Linked DNA regions of Mus musculus: regions 2, 3 and 4 are each linked to region 1. A link is a contact called in public HiChIP or PLAC-seq data. All regions are on one chromosome and are shown on one strand. The core of a region is the stretch at or near the end of the contact, and the rest is flanking DNA. Distances in the headings are between cores, read along the strand shown. Region 1 holds the start of Fbxo9 (f-box protein 9). Region 2 overlaps Gclc (glutamate-cysteine ligase, catalytic subunit). Region 3 overlaps Gm34654 (a long non-coding RNA gene). Region 4 overlaps Gm34654 (a long non-coding RNA gene).

Region 1 (3,618 bases), core at 775-3,274:
GCTAGTTGGCCAGCCCACCTTAAACATTCAACCCTTTCAATGAAATTGACTAGTTCTAACACTGTGGAAACTTCATGTGAAAGCTGATGTTTAGCTGATGTTGTTTTGTGAGAGACGGTCTGGCTGGGTCTGGCTGTCAAGAGCACTTGCTGCTCTTGCAAGGGGCTCCAGTTTAGGTTTCCAGAATCCATGTGAAATGGCTCACAATCACCTCTAAGTCCAGTTGCAGGTGACCTGATACCTTCTGGCCTGTTTAGGAACCTTCACACTCATGGTGGCACATAAACTTACACAAGCGTACACACACAGAAGTAACAGTAAGCAAGTCTTTTAAAGAAAGGAATTAAAAGGCAGTTAAGAAATCTCGGGGAAGTCCCCGAAGAGCCACCATACGATTCCGAGGAAATAGAAGCCTCCTTCCAGGGTTCTTAGTCTCATTAATAAAATAATTTAAATTTGGACACAGACAGCACCTCAAGAACTAGGAAAACTAGGACTGGCGAGTTGTAAAACGGGAAACAGCCAGGAGGATGAGACTGAAGCAGAGAAACAGGCGTGGAACACGACCGGAAGGGGAACTTCGGAGGACAAGGAAGCTCAAAGCTTTAGTTAAGGAATGTAAAAGCATTCTTGGTCTCTAGCTAGAAAAAGTTTACCTGGTTCTGCCTGAATCTCATGGTGGCTTCTAGGGAATGACACCCTAGATTCTGGAAGAAAAATGACATTGTCTTAAATTGATTTCACCTTCCTAGGGGTAATCCCATGGGCCAAGTCCCTGACCTATATCCCACTAGATTAGTCTATAAGGGAGGAGCCAAGGACAGTCTCCACCTAGAGGTGGATTCCATTATTTACAAAATCTGCCGAGAATAGGTGACAGTGCTCAGCCCTAAATGGGACATATCTATATCCACTCCCCAGCCCCCAGCTCCGGGAACATTAAAGAAGATGGGGTGGAGAGAATGTAAGAGCCCGGGGACAGGAAAGAGTGTTCCGAGATGCTGTCTTTTGGATATGTCACGACAGGTGTATTCATCAGCCTACTGAAATTATGATAATTTCTACAAAATCAGGCCCAAAAGATAAGGCAATATTCCAGCATTAACTGGACTCAGTGGAATACAAACTAACTAAATAGACAACATACACAGGATTTGCAATTTCTTACTGTAATCAAGTTGCACCCCTCCCCTTTTACCTCCATGTCTTTGCCGAAGACGTACTTCATTTCTGAGCTCCAGAATAAAGTAGCACAATAAAATTTTAAGTTCTGTGAAGTCGGGTGAATGTAGCGTCCTGGCTGTTAGGTTCTAACACTTACAGAAACTCAATAAATGTTGTCTAAATGTCTGTCAGAGGCCAGGAAGCCCGTAAGTTTTGCTAGCATATGCCTGTAGGTGAAAAAGTTCTAAAATGTGCAATCCAAGTGCCTTCTATTGACGTGGAATCGGATGTTTGGACTGTAAGAAGTGGCACCGGGTTGGGGGTGGGTGGGTGTAAGTTCCGGCTCAACGTGGAACATTTGACTACAAATCCCAGCGTCCCTTGTAGTGTCCACTCCTTCAGGAGTCGGGTTTCAGGCCTTGAAAAGGGCCGTCCTTCCCCCGTTGTATTGTGGGATCTGTAGTTCGACGTGACTTGCGTTGGCTGTTACCACTCTCCGGCTGCACACATGAGCGTACGTTTTCTTCGGTTCAGAGTCTGTGGGGTTCAATGATTGTTGAGTTTTCGCTCTCTTTTCTCATTCTGACAGGGCACCCAGTGTCCAGGGCGCCTAAAGTACTGTCCCCTAATGTCCAATTAGGATCGACTCAGGGGGCTCTACTCCAAATTCAGGTTCAAACATTTTGAGCTAACGTCTGCTCCTTCCTGCCTGGGTGTTCTCAGCATCAAACAGGCGGGCTGAGTGAGGCGGGCCAGCTTAGCTCCACCGACGGCTGCACACAGTAGGCCCATCACCCTAGCTCGCGACGGGTGGCTGGTAGCCAAGCAGGCGGCGGCGACGGCGACGACGGCATTGCGCATGCGCGGCGCGGCGGCGCAGTTTCCGCAGCAGAGCAGGCAGCTCCGCCGCTGCGTCCAGACGTCTCCTGCTGGGCCGACGCTCAGCTCTTCGCTCGGTGCTCGGCCTCCGCTGGCGACCGGCGACCCCTCCGCAGCTCGAGTCCCCGGCCGCCGCAGCGCGCCTGCCTCCGGCCCCCTGTCCCGCGAAAATGGCTGCCGTACGCCGGGCCCGCAGTTATTGCCGCTGCCTGGTGCGCTTCTCCGACCGAGAACTCTGCTAAGCCGCGCTGCAGCAGACGGGCAGGAGTAGACACCGGGCAGCCGCCACCCCTCCGGGAGCCGGGCGCGGGAAGCCCCTCGACTGGGCCGGCCGCCGGCCAGCATGGTAACCGAGGAGGGAGGGCAGCAAGGGCCGGGTGGTGAGGGCAGGGTTTGACGGATAGCCGAGGAAAGGCCCGCTTCGGTCACTCCAGACTGTCCGAGCTGGGAGTCGGGTCTCAGGTGACCTGTCCTGGCTTCTGCACAAGGGAGGTGGCCCTGGCAAGCGGTGACACTTGTTGATCGCTTCTGTTCTGGCAGCCCGGCCCATAGATGATTTCGGGAGCTCCACGTTTGGGACGCACGCCCTCGAGGTGTCAGTGGCCCTGGTAGGATATTCGCAGGCAGTGCTGGCAAACTGGACTTGGAGGGATTCTTGCCAAGTTTCTTGATAGCGAGGGCCTAAGCCGCTTCTCTGCTGTGCGGACGGAGAGACTGCGCCAAGCTCCATGTGTGACAGCTCCGGTCTCACGGGACTGTTGCATGGAGTATGTAGGCTCTGCAGTGACTTAAGAAACTAGTTTCCGGCTAGGGCTGGATGATTTAAGAATGAAAGATACCAGACTGACTGGGAGAACACTCAAGTGGCTTTTTTTTTTTTTTTAACATGAATTGGCTGCAACGGTTTATTTTATGAAACTAGTCTGGTGCACAGAAAACACACTAATTGATTCTTCTTCTAAACTTTCAAAAGTAGTCCTCAAACCACGATTAAGCCCTTAACCTTCTTTATGTTCAGTTAATCTCATCTGCGAAGAAACTAACCCACTAAACTATACCATGATGCTTGAGTAATTTTCAACTATGAAAATACTGATGATTAACTAAGCTCCTGCTTATTTCAAGTGGGATTAAAATCGACTAAATGTAGTAAAATTCCAGTTCCTACTGTCAAAATCAAGGTTAACAATGGATTCTGTTCTGAGATAGGCATTCTGTATTCAACTAGTTATTTTTGAGCCTCCGACTAGCCTGGCATGGTGTGGGGTTTGGTGCAGTACCAGATCTTCAATATTAGCAAACCTATTAACTGTGATCTGTGATAAACTTTTAATCACATCTGAAAAGATGACCCAGAATTCAGAATCACTAATTCTCTTTACAGATCTCTCTCTCTCTCCCTCCCTCTCTCCCTCTCCTTAAATTAATGTTTTAAAGTGTGTGCTAGATTTATGTTAACTTGACACAGACTAGAGTCATCTGAGAGGAAGGCACGCCTCACCTGAGAAAGTGTCTCCGAAAGATCAGGCTGCAGTCAAGCCTGCAGGGCATTTTCTTAATTAGTGATTGATGGGG
Region 2 (3,618 bases), core at 651-3,150, 330 kb after region 1:
TGAATTATATACGGCAACTGACTTCTGAAACAATCATTTAAATAACTTGGTGTTCTGATCTTCCTGTAGTTTCCATGGTAATGCTAAAGTGAGTAACACATTAAGTAATGAGATTTACTAGTCACTACAGATTAAGATAATGTGAAGCTATGTTGTAGCCATTAAGGAAAAAAAAAAAATCAAATGTTACAGTAAAAATTGAGGAGAGCTGGAGATAAGGTCTCTAAGGACATGAGACCATCAAACAATGTGAGGCCAGGGAGAGAGCGGAGGAGCTAAAGTGTTTGCCTTGTTAGCACTAAGACCTGACTTTGATTCCCTAGAACCCCCACCAAAAGCTGGGTGTGGTGTATGTGTTTATAGTCGTGGGGCCAGAGAGGCAAAGACAGGCAGATTTCTAGGGCTCGTTAGCTCTAGGCCAATGAGTGACCCTTATGGACAGTGCTTGAGGAACGGCAGCTGAGGTTGGCCTCTGGTCTCTGCATGCATGTGCACACTTTATGGAGTAAGGATTCAGTGTGGAATGGAGCAGGATAGGCAGAGTACTGCTCACTGTCTGTGGTCCTATCACCAGGATTCTGTCTTGATGTTTTCTGTCCCAAGAATGTGGGGCAGTGTTTATTACCTATTTACTAAATTGACAGAAGGTCATGAAGGAAAGAGGATGCTGAGATGTAAGACAGTCACGTGTTTCTGGGTGTTGTGACGCAGACAGAGTCTGTTGGACATGTGTTTCTTAGATCTATGTCTGTCCTGTGACTGTTAGGCATGTTCCTGTGCATTACTCTTTAGTTTTGCAAAGATACTGCAGTGACAACTTTTCTAGGATGGTGTCTTTCCTTGGTAGCTTGGGACAGAGTAGGATTCGTAGGTACATCCTGAAAAACCCAGCTTTAGAAAACTCTATGAAGAGGAGGGACTGGGATTTCCAAGTTGCAGTGTAACAACAGTTATCGTAAGTAGATTTCCTAACTGCCTTCCTGTCTCTAGAGCCGAAACACTCTGCGCATCAAGTCAAGCGGAACGCCACGCTAAACGGTGACTTTCATAAACAGTGACTTTGGTGGGGAAAGCAAAACCAAGGAGCTCTGACCCCTGACAAAGGCATAGCACGGGAAGGCTGGCTTCTGTTGCCCTCCTAAGAGATCCCACGGGAGGAGACGTCACTAGGACACTGACAGGAGGGAAGGAGGACCTGTGAAACACGGAGATGAGAAACCAAACCCGACACTTACCTAGAATCTGGTTTTGAAACCACATAATTCTCTTAAGTAGAAAAAAGGAGGAGGAAAAAAAATCCATAGCAGGCCATGGCCTTTTTCTGAAGTGTAAAGATTTACTTCTCTGAGATGGTCTGGATATGGAACCCACACTGGCCTGAGCTCACACTCCCTCTGTAGCACTGGGATGCCAGGCAAGCACTATAGCACTCAGCAAGCTCACAAACTTGGAGGAGTTTTGTTTTGTCCAGTTAAGTCTACTATTAACTAAAAAAGTACTTACCATTTCTTTTTGTGCTTTTCTATAATAAATACTTCTTTCAGGTCCCAGTCAGAAGATATAAGGCAGGGACTTTTGTAGCTACTTCTGAGTTCATCTCATTGTGTCACTACAACCTTTTGAAGTGGGATACTGTAACTGGTTATGTTGGGGGAAGTACTAAACTCATACCTTAAATAGATTAGACAACTGTGTCTTTACATGAAAATGCTTGTCCCCACCAGTAGGACTCACTTATTTGCATAAATCAAGTGTCTCAAGCGAGACTGTCACTTTGTGCAACCCTGAAAGACCCTGGTTCAATATTAAGCCAAGGAAGGGCTGGGTTCCAAGAACACTCCCAGAATACTGAAGCCACACATTTTAAGTGCTGCAGCTTAATGATTAATTCCAGAAATGTTTGTACTTAAGATAAGAAAGCGGGTAACACAGTCAAAAGTCAGCCTTGTTTTAAATGATGTGTGACCGTTCTTAAGGGAACATTCTGGCGTCTGTTTGGAGGCTACATATCTGATTCTACTTAAATATGCAAAGGAAACAAAATACCTTTTCATGCTATAGAAACATGTAGCATGGGAAAGTCTGACTTGGGTATTAAATCTAAATTATCTGTACTTTCAAAAATAACAGTTGGGAGGCTAATGTGACAACTGTGTGTACAGCTGCAGCCCTAAGAAAAGAATGCTGAGTTTTGTGCCCTTTGTGCTGTGGCTACAGTCAGTTTAACTAAGTAAGCCAGCTCAGCATGGAGGCAGCAAGGGCAGAGACGACCACGGGCCTGTGTGGGCTGGGAGACTGCACTCCCCACTCTGCTCCTGAGGGAGCCTGGTGCAGTCACTGTTGGAGGCCATCAGTTATTTGATTAGTCCCAGCAAAAATTTTAACTGTTCGAACAGAGAAATACTATTGTATCTCTAGTGTAATTTAGCCAGGGGCAAGGCAAAGACTGTTAAATATTTATTCCTTTTAAACCACGAGGTAGCTTTGCACAAGAATAAAAATTTAAATGCCAAACAACCTTTGCCCTTGGATCATAAAGTCACTGGATTCTCTCACCAGAGGTCATTTTCAGAAATAGAGATCTGAGCCTTGTATAATATCCTCAAAGGCTGTCACTAGATGGCGGTAAAAAATCAGGCATCTAAAAAGGGCATTCACCAACATCTGTTTACCAATAGATACCAAGTTTAGTAACAACCACACACCTCTGTGGTAAACTGTGAATTTTCAGTCAAAAGACAGCTACAAAAGACTTTACTAAAGCAACATCATTTTTCAGAAGGTAAGCTATCTTTCGAATCAGATTAGAAGGTGACTTTAAACCAGACACATGCATAGTGAAGAGGACATTTAAGTCTCCATACAACACAGGCAATACCTGGAGACAGCAGTTGCCCATCCCGAATCCCATGGCATCCATGTAGATATGGTCTGGCTGAGAAGCCTTTGATGCCTCCGCATCTTCTGGAAATGTTTCTACAAATGGAGATGGTGTATTCTTGTCCTTGAATACTGCATTATTAATGAAAAGAAGAGGAGCTGAGAATCAAGGCTGCCGGTTGGACTATGCTGCCCCAGCCCCAGCCCAGCCCCACCCACTTACTTGGCACATTGATGACAACCTTTTCTCCTCTCCGATGCCGGATGTTTCTTGTTAGAGTACTACAGCAAGCAAACAAAAGGACAGGTCACCCAACAACTGCCACATTAGAATCTGAGCACATCGAACTGAATGGAACTGAATCCTACCGCAAACTAAAAATCCGAGACTGGCTCATGGCACGTGACATGCTACCCTAAGGGTTTCCTGAAAGGGGACTGGTGAGCAGCAGTTCCTGCGCTCTGCCTGGGGACCACCCCTTCTTGCTCACCTAGTCAGCACAGGTGTTCATGGCAACCACAGTCCAGCTAATTCTAACATTACTCATGAAAATTCCAATGATTTTAGTCAAATTTAAGAACTTAGGTTTTGGTTATCACTGAAGTCTCAAAATCACTTGCTTCAGCCCCCGATCCAAAACACAGACTGATTCTTACCTGATGCGCACATTATGGCCACCGACACTTGCAGTCACTGGTCCTAATTCAAACTCACAATTTTAACAGCACAAAGAGAGG
Region 3 (3,618 bases), core at 311-2,810, 280 kb after region 1:
GTATACATACCAGAGCCTTGTAGAGCTTTTTTAAAAATTTAAATCTAGTTTATTGGGCTGACCGAATGGCTCAATTTCCAGGCAAACCCACTGAATTGAGTTTGATCACAGGAACCCTCATGGTGGAAGGAAGGAGAGAACTGAACTGATGTCCATAAGCTGGCTCTGACACCCACATGTGGGTGAGGACACACACACACACACACACACACACACACACACACACACACACGAACACACACACAGTAAAATAACAACAATAGTAACAACAACAACAGCCAAATCGATGACACATCTCTGCAGTTCCAGCACTCCAGACGGGTGGCAGGAACACTAGCTTGGACAACATACAACAGCACAAACAGACCTTGCTTAGAGAAGATGGGAGGTGAGAACCAAATTCCACAAGTTGTTTTCTGATTCCACACATGCTTTTGTCACACACAAACACACACTGCCACCACCATCACCACCACCCATCAAAATAATCCAGTTTATCAGTGTTTTTCTTATACCATACTTGTGATGCTGTGTTTAATAAAGTTCATTATAAAACCTAATGTTACCTTGAGTTCTCCAGACGTATTTAGAGAAATACATTATAGGTTTGACTTACAGTACCACAAAAATAGTCATTTAGGTAAAAATCGATTTATTTAGATTTAGCGGCTGCATTACCCTTCCGAAATCTCATGGTTTCCTGTTGTAAGTCTGTCACCTGCTTGCTTGGACTTTCTCCATTCCCCTCACTGCTCCTGGCTCCTGCTCTCCTGAGTCTGAGCCTGCTTCAGATCATTTATTATTTTGCCTGAATTTGTATTCTTGATATTTCCTACGCCCATCTAAAAATATTGGCCATAGGGATTCTATGCTACCCAGTCACCCGGCCACTCTGAGGTCTCATAAACAGGGCAGCTGTTTCCCCAGCCCTGCCCCTCCCCCAGAGCACCCCAGGGCTCACACAGCTATGAATGTGTGTCAACAAGCCTGCCCCTAAAAAGACCGAGAGGAGATGGTGCTTTGGTTTCCACCGAATGCCAGTGTCTCCTTACAAAGGATGTGCTGGTAAGAGGTCACAACTGAGGGGGACAGGCCACAGCTTAGGGATGTGTGCTCAGACTCCCACTAACTTCCTATGACTCGGTTTCTCACTGATCGGGTTTTTGGTTTGTTTGGGTTTGTTTGTTTGTTTGTTTGTTTGTTTTTTATGTGTTTGTGATTTGAAACAAAAGCAAGCGGCTTAGTCAGAGGAAGAATGTCAATTTTTTTTTTACTCTGTCTAAAGCAAAGAATACATGTGTTAAACTGAACTTCCTCTCCCCTAGAGAAACATATTCAAAACAAAATGTTCCAGTGTTATTAGTAGTGAGATCTAACAGCGTAGTGTTTCTGTGACAACCATAATTTCAACTTGGTGGGAAGCAACTCATGCCTTTCAAATCATTTCATGTAAATCATGAATCAGGAAAGTATTTTGTATTCTGACCTGGAAGTTATCCCCCTAGAGACTTCCTTCTTCTCTTACCTCAGCCTTGCATGCAAATACCACTTTGCTAATAGACTGCCCTAGCACTGTTAGGCTCCGCCTTCGGTGGAACTTGGCCACTGTCACTTCAATCTATTAGTAAGACAGATGGTTTTGATTGTTTCCAACAATGTGAAACTTTCAGTAAAAGCGTGTGGTTGGTTTTCAGATATACATTTTAGAGTTATTGTGGGTGGTAGACCGTTAGACCATCTAGTAAATGTTGAAAGGACTCCAGCAGTCTGTACAGAGGGAAGATCCAACAGCCAGTTCTCAGAGGAGCAGGATCCTCTAACTGCACTTTCCAGCTGTGAGGCTGTGCACAGCTGGGGGTGGGGGTGGGGCCCGCCTTGAGGGCCTGAGACTCCCGCACCGGCTCTCTCCTGATGAGTAATGATTCTACCCTCTCCTAACCACACTTCCAGTTAGTCTCCTTGCTGGACAGGAAGTCCAGCTCTGGTAACAGCCATTAAAAGTCTCTTAATGCTTTGCCAGGTTTTTGTTGTTATTGTTGTTGTTTGTTTTGTTTTACAGACAGGCTCTTTGCATTTACAGGATGGTTTCTGGTTTTGTGTTTTTGTGGGATTTCTGTGTGTGCAAATGTGTGTGCCTCTATGACTACACGCATTTCTTGAGTTTTTCCTTTGCCTTTTTTTCTTCCTCTGTTTGTTCTATCTCATTCTAGTTTGTTCATTTTTGTTTTATTTAATTTAATTTTATTATGATTATTATAACATTTTTAGATGTCTGTTTGTAGTTTAACAAGACAGAGAAAGAAAGGGTGTGGATTTGTGTTAGAATATATTGTATTTTAAAAATCTATTTTAAATTAAAATTTTTTATTTTTATTTTATTTTTTAATTAAAGTGTTTAATTAAATTAAAATTTTCAAAAAGTGCCCATAGGTTAAAAATACTTCCAGATTTTTTGATCTCTCTCTCTCTGAAGCATAAGAAAGCTGAGAAAAACGTGCTGTCTGTTTAAGTAGGGCTTACTGGCTAGCTCAGACTGCTGTGCCCACTGGCTTCATTGACTTACATGGCCTCAAGTGCAATTAAGAAGGGGAATCCCACATATAGTAAGAATCACTAATAGTTCAGGTTATAATAGGATATTCTTATTTGCTATAGGAAGACGAAGAATTAAGAGACTAGAAACAGTTCAATTTTGAAAAGAAATGTGTGTGCTATTATACAAAATTATTATTATTTCTACTTGATGACGTTCTCAGGCAGGAAAATATGGGAAAAGGCCAGCAAGTGTAGAAATATCATTTGCATGAGATTTCAGTTCAGATTTTTGTATGTCCACACAGCTCTTCTTTTTGTACACACACCTTTGTGCACAGGTTTTCTGGTCCATGAGGGAAGCTCGTTCTGACCTGATCTGAGTGCAGCTTTAGATTCTGAGGTGACATGGGATGTGCCATGAATTTTCCAATTCTTGAAGCTTTCTTCCATGGTCTCCAGAGCCATGATTAGACCTCCTTGCTTAGCACACACACATCATCCAACACGGTGACTATTCAGTGGGACATAGTACTCATGAATTAGGATCCGAAGGTCTCTTGAGGCCTTCCTTTAGAAACCAGTCTATTATATATAAAATTACATAGCAGTTACAAATGGCAACAACAGGGTTAACAATCACAACTACCTCACTCCCCAGACCTCTGGATTAGGGTGGTCTGGGGTCAAGTTTAACCTGGCCTTGCTAAAGAGTGGCTCACTCAAAATGGAGCAGACCTCAGCAAGGTGAGACAACTCAACTGCTTGGCACTTAGCATTTAGCATATCGGACATGATGAAGAGAGTCTGCAATGTTCTCCTTCAGTGGGGGTCCCTGTGTAGTAAAGTGGACACACAAGGAGAGAGGATGCAAACAGAGAACGTGGCCATGCTATGTGCTTGCTCAACCTCAGGTTTTGAGACAGACATTGAAAATCGCCAGACTAGGAAGTTTTTAGTTCAGTTACAGCTGTCAATTTTTATATTCTGTATTCCCTTTTACCATGAGTTAAGACTTGGCCTGCTTTCAGGCTGGGAGGGCAGTCTGTAATCTATGAATGAATGGCAATTTGGAATGAGAAGCAA
Region 4 (3,618 bases), core at 511-3,010, 260 kb after region 1:
TAAGTTGGAAATAGACCCAATATTGTTTCAATATACATTCTTTTTAGTGAGATTGAAGATGTCTTCATATTTAAGAGTCAGTTCTACATCCTTATTGGGGACTGCCAAAACTTGAAATTTTGGCATTCTTTATTTGTTTATTTATTTGTTTAAGACAGTGTTTCTCTGCTGAGTTTTCAAAATAATTATAAATCTATGTTCCATCTTTGCTTTCACAAAATCAAAGAGAAGACTTTGTATTATGGAAGTTCTTGAATGCTGTAAAGAATCATTTAGGAGGGAGGGAGGAGGGAAAGAAGAGAGGGAGGTGGGGGATTCAGGAGTGAAATTCCTGGGGTGGTGTAAGAGTACAGCTTCAGGAATATTTAGTAACAAGTATTAAAAGCTAATATCTGCTACAGGTATATCAGGCACAAGTGTTCTAATGCCAGGCAGGAATTAAATAATTTCTGACTGTGAAAGAGGTACTTCCTCCTTCAGACAGCACTTGTATCAGAAATATTAAAAGGTCAGGTTGTGCTTTGGCTAACAGGTTCTACTAACCAGTTGAAGAAGAAACTGATAGTGCCTCATGAGGAAATTGGACATGCACTGAATTACAGGAACTGTCTTTCCTGTCTACTGGCACATATATGAGCATCTACTTTCCTCCCCCCACCCCTATACCTTTATCCTTCATTAGCATGTGCACAGAGACCTACCTGGCACCTCGTTACTATGCACAGAACTTCAATAGCCTTCCCTCCCTGGGATCTCCTGCCCTCAGCTTCCTTTATTGATCACTATAAAGGTCATTGGCTTTCTTTTACCTTCTCATGATAACTCAATGACTTAAGTTCTAAACTTACTCTCATCTTAGTCTTGAAACTGAGACCCACATATGCCTTGCTCAAAGTCACGCTGGGAATGTAAGTCCACACTCTTAATTATAGTTTGTCAGATTGGTAGGAAATACTTGGTGCCTGATGCGACCTAAATGTGTGTTCAAACCCATGCACAGAGAACAGGTCCCCAGTGGGACAGTGCTTGAAGGTAGAAAGTTTGGGAAGGTCGTAAGGCTAAGGGGCTCAAGTTCATGAATGGATTGTGAAGTGGTCTGACAGAGAAAGTGTGGTCCTTCTGCTCCTCCATCGTCTGCCAACTGAGGTCCCACAAAGCACCATCTTGGGAAGAAAGCAGTCCTCACTAGTTTCCTGAATCTTCATCTTGAGCTTCCAGCTTCCAGAAGCTTGAAGCATGTCCGTCTGTTCCCGATGCTGCTCCATATGTAGTGTCTGACAGAGGTCAAGAATCCCGGGTAGAGAGATGGCTCAGCGGTTGAGAGCACTGACTACTCTACTAGAGGTCCTGAATTTAATTCTCAGCAACCACACGGTGGATCACAACCATCTGTAATGGGATCCAATGTCCTCTTCTGGTGTGTGTGAAGACAGTGACAGTGTACACACACACACACACACACACACACACACACACACAGAGCAGACAACTAGGCCAAGGAAGAGCTGCAACAGCAGCAACCGAAGTACAATGGATATTGAACACAGAGTATGAATGCAAACCAGAAATGAGGCAGGGTGAGGCATGTGATTCTGTTTGCCTTCACTCGCCTCCAGTTGCTGACAGCTAAGCAGGTCATTGTTGTTTTTTATCCCCATAGGACTTAGTGTTCCGGCTGCCAGATGAAAACAGTATTTACTCTGAGCCAAGAGCACCCTTTAACCTGTCCTTAGGTGGCTCTGGTCAGACCACGAATCAGCCCACACATCTTGGCTAGGATTCCCATCGCTGGTCCTAGTGAACAAATGTGCTGATGGCTCAGACCTGTGAGAGCAGCCAGAGAAAACAGTCTTATGAATTATGAAAGAATATGGGTGAACTAGATAGAAGATGCCAATCAACAGACTGCATTGTGAAAGGGGCCATGAACCTTATTCTAACACGTACTCAGTATGAGCTCATCACGCAGTAGGTACTGGGTTATCAGACTGAACTCCATCCTAAAGCCCTGAAGGTAGGGCACATGACCGCATCCTTAAGCTCCGCTCAGCAATGACTGGCTTTGAGCCCCAGGTGAGCTGTTTATTCAACAGTTGTCAAATGATCTAATGAATGATGGAAGGCATGCCTCGGTGTCCTTGCCTACGCGGTTCTCTTCACCTAGAACTCATGGCATTTGGAAATGCCTCCTTCGCCTCTAGTTCTTGCCTAGTGTTAACTGTTCCCTTTCTAATTCTACAGTCTATGCAGTTGGATTTATAACAATAGCATATACTATCTACTATTTTGCCTCAATGTCTATGTATTCCGCTCTAAACTATATAGTAATTCCATCTGCATACTGAATTGAAACAGAAATGCCCATGTATTGTTCTCAAACTAGTACACACATTTCCTAAATGTAAGAACATCTTTACATTTTGCCCTGTAAATCCATTGTGTATTACTTTCCTCCTTGGGGCAGAATGCTTCGCAGAAGCAACTTAAGGGAACAATGATTTCTGTGGGTCATGGTTTAAAGAGATGCAGCCCACCAGGTAGGGAAGCCATGACAGCAGGAGCTGTGCTCAGCTGTGGTGGCAGGGACATGGAGTTGCTCACATAGAAGAGATTCACGAAGTAGAAAGAGAGAGAGAGATGGATGTTGGCCTCCTCTGGCTTTCTCTACTTGCCTTCTATTTGACCTGGGACTCATATCCATGGGGTGGTCCTAACCACTCTATAGTTGAGCCTTTCTGATAAAACCTTATAGACCTTCCCAGAGGGGCATAACTTAGGAGATTCTAATTAAGTCGGACTGGCATCGAAAGCTGAGCATCACAATCTAATGGCACTAAGCACTGCCATGCTAGTCAATTTGACTTCTTCAAACAGAAAGTGGAGGATTTCTTGTCAAATCAAAGGAGACAGAATTGAAATGACTTGTCTACCTGATCCTTAGCTTAATGTAAATGTACACACATCTAATTTAAAAAGAGTAAAACATGCCTATTCCATTGAAAGTAGAGAAGTAACTTAAAACATCATTTAGTTCCTATGAAACAGCATGTAACTGTAGCACAGGCTAGCCTGAAACTCACCACATAGCCTAGGCAGGCTACATCTCATGGTCCTCTTCTCTCAGTCCCCCATGGTGCTAGGATTGCAGGCATGCATCACCATGCCTGGTTTAAACTGTCTTTACTGCCTGGCAGTCCCTGGAGTGTGTGGACATCGCCTCCACATGAATCTAAAGATGGAATCTATCAATAGGTGTCCCAGTCTGTTACTGAGTCGTAGCCGGACTAATCCCACAGTTTTCTTTGAACATACACTATATAGTTCTTCAGCTCCTTGTTTAAAATAAAATATTTCAGCCAGGCAGTGGTGGCACACACCTGTAATCCTAGCACTTGGGAGGCAGAGGGTGGTGGATCTTTGAGTCTGAGGCCAGCCTAATCTATAGAGCTAGTCCTAGGACAGCCAGAGCTACACAGAGAAATCCTGCCTTGAAAAACAAACAGCAAAAACAAAAATCAAATATTTCTGCTTTGTATTATGTAGTCAGAGATATTTTTCAAGTGGCTGGTAGGTTATAAATGTTCAAATAGCCTAAGTTTCACGTTATACATTCACCAA

What was found. HiChIP or PLAC-seq counts read pairs in DNA pulled down with a chosen protein or histone mark.
Region 2: a contact with region 1 is called in an HNF4G HiChIP or PLAC-seq map of pancreatic cancer cells. The contact joins the enhancer-like site here to the promoter of Fbxo9 in region 1. A contact is called at or near these places in 10 of 39 promoter capture datasets (the 3T3-L1 cell line, the C10 cell line, the HPC-7 cell line and 6 more), 7 of 115 datasets of contacts at active chromatin or transcription factors (bone marrow-derived macrophages, embryonic stem cells, forebrain and 2 more) and 2 of 9 other capture datasets (embryonic stem cells and macrophages).
Region 3: a contact with region 1 is called in an H3K4me3 HiChIP or PLAC-seq map of bone marrow-derived macrophages, with 6 times the contacts expected there. The contact joins the enhancer-like site here to the promoter of Fbxo9 in region 1. A contact is called at or near these places in 2 of 39 promoter capture datasets (the 3T3-L1 cell line and stem cell-derived epiblast-like cells), 7 of 115 datasets of contacts at active chromatin or transcription factors (bone marrow-derived macrophages, embryonic forebrain, large pre-B cells and 4 more) and 3 of 9 other capture datasets (adipose tissue, liver and macrophages).
Region 4: a contact with region 1 is called in an H3K27ac HiChIP or PLAC-seq map of hepatocytes, with 6 times the contacts expected there. The contact joins the enhancer-like site here to the promoter of Fbxo9 in region 1. A contact is called at or near these places in 1 of 39 promoter capture datasets (liver), 4 of 115 datasets of contacts at active chromatin or transcription factors (embryonic forebrain, extraembryonic endoderm stem cells, hepatocytes and 1 more) and 1 of 9 other capture datasets (macrophages).

Annotation. Positions count from the first base shown.
Region 1 is chr9:78,107,062-78,110,679 of GRCm38.p6, reverse strand. Fbxo9 (f-box protein 9) reads left to right here and starts at 2,024. Exons shown (of 13, transcript NM_023605.2): 1 at 2,024-2,389. The coding sequence starts at 2,387. It also overlaps a transcript of Cilk1 not described here.
Region 2 is chr9:77,780,628-77,784,245 of GRCm38.p6, reverse strand. It overlaps Gclc (glutamate-cysteine ligase, catalytic subunit), which reads right to left. Exons shown (of 16, transcript NM_010295.2): 5 at 3,104-3,162; 6 at 2,879-3,012. Among named protein-coding and RNA genes, the nearest start is that of Gclc, 28 kb to the right of the region's middle. Within about 2 kb of position 1,900, at least 36 of the 459 cell types and tissues checked have an H3K27ac peak or open chromatin away from gene starts, as enhancers often do. A contact at or near this core is called in liver and pancreatic cancer cells, where this site is marked.
Region 3 is chr9:77,823,758-77,827,375 of GRCm38.p6, reverse strand. All of the region lies in intron 1 of Gm34654 (a long non-coding RNA gene), which reads left to right. Among named protein-coding and RNA genes, the nearest start is that of Gm34654, 26 kb to the left of the region's middle. Within about 2 kb of position 1,560, at least 162 of the 459 cell types and tissues checked have an H3K27ac peak or open chromatin away from gene starts, as enhancers often do. A contact at or near this core is called in adipose tissue, bone marrow-derived macrophages, macrophages and 2 more, where this site is marked.
Region 4 is chr9:77,844,198-77,847,815 of GRCm38.p6, reverse strand. The region is part of intron 1 of Gm34654 (a long non-coding RNA gene); the gene reads left to right. Among named protein-coding and RNA genes, the nearest start is that of Gm34654, 5.9 kb to the left of the region's middle. Within about 2 kb of position 1,760, at least 11 of the 459 cell types and tissues checked have an H3K27ac peak or open chromatin away from gene starts, as enhancers often do. A contact at or near this core is called in hepatocytes and liver, where this site is marked.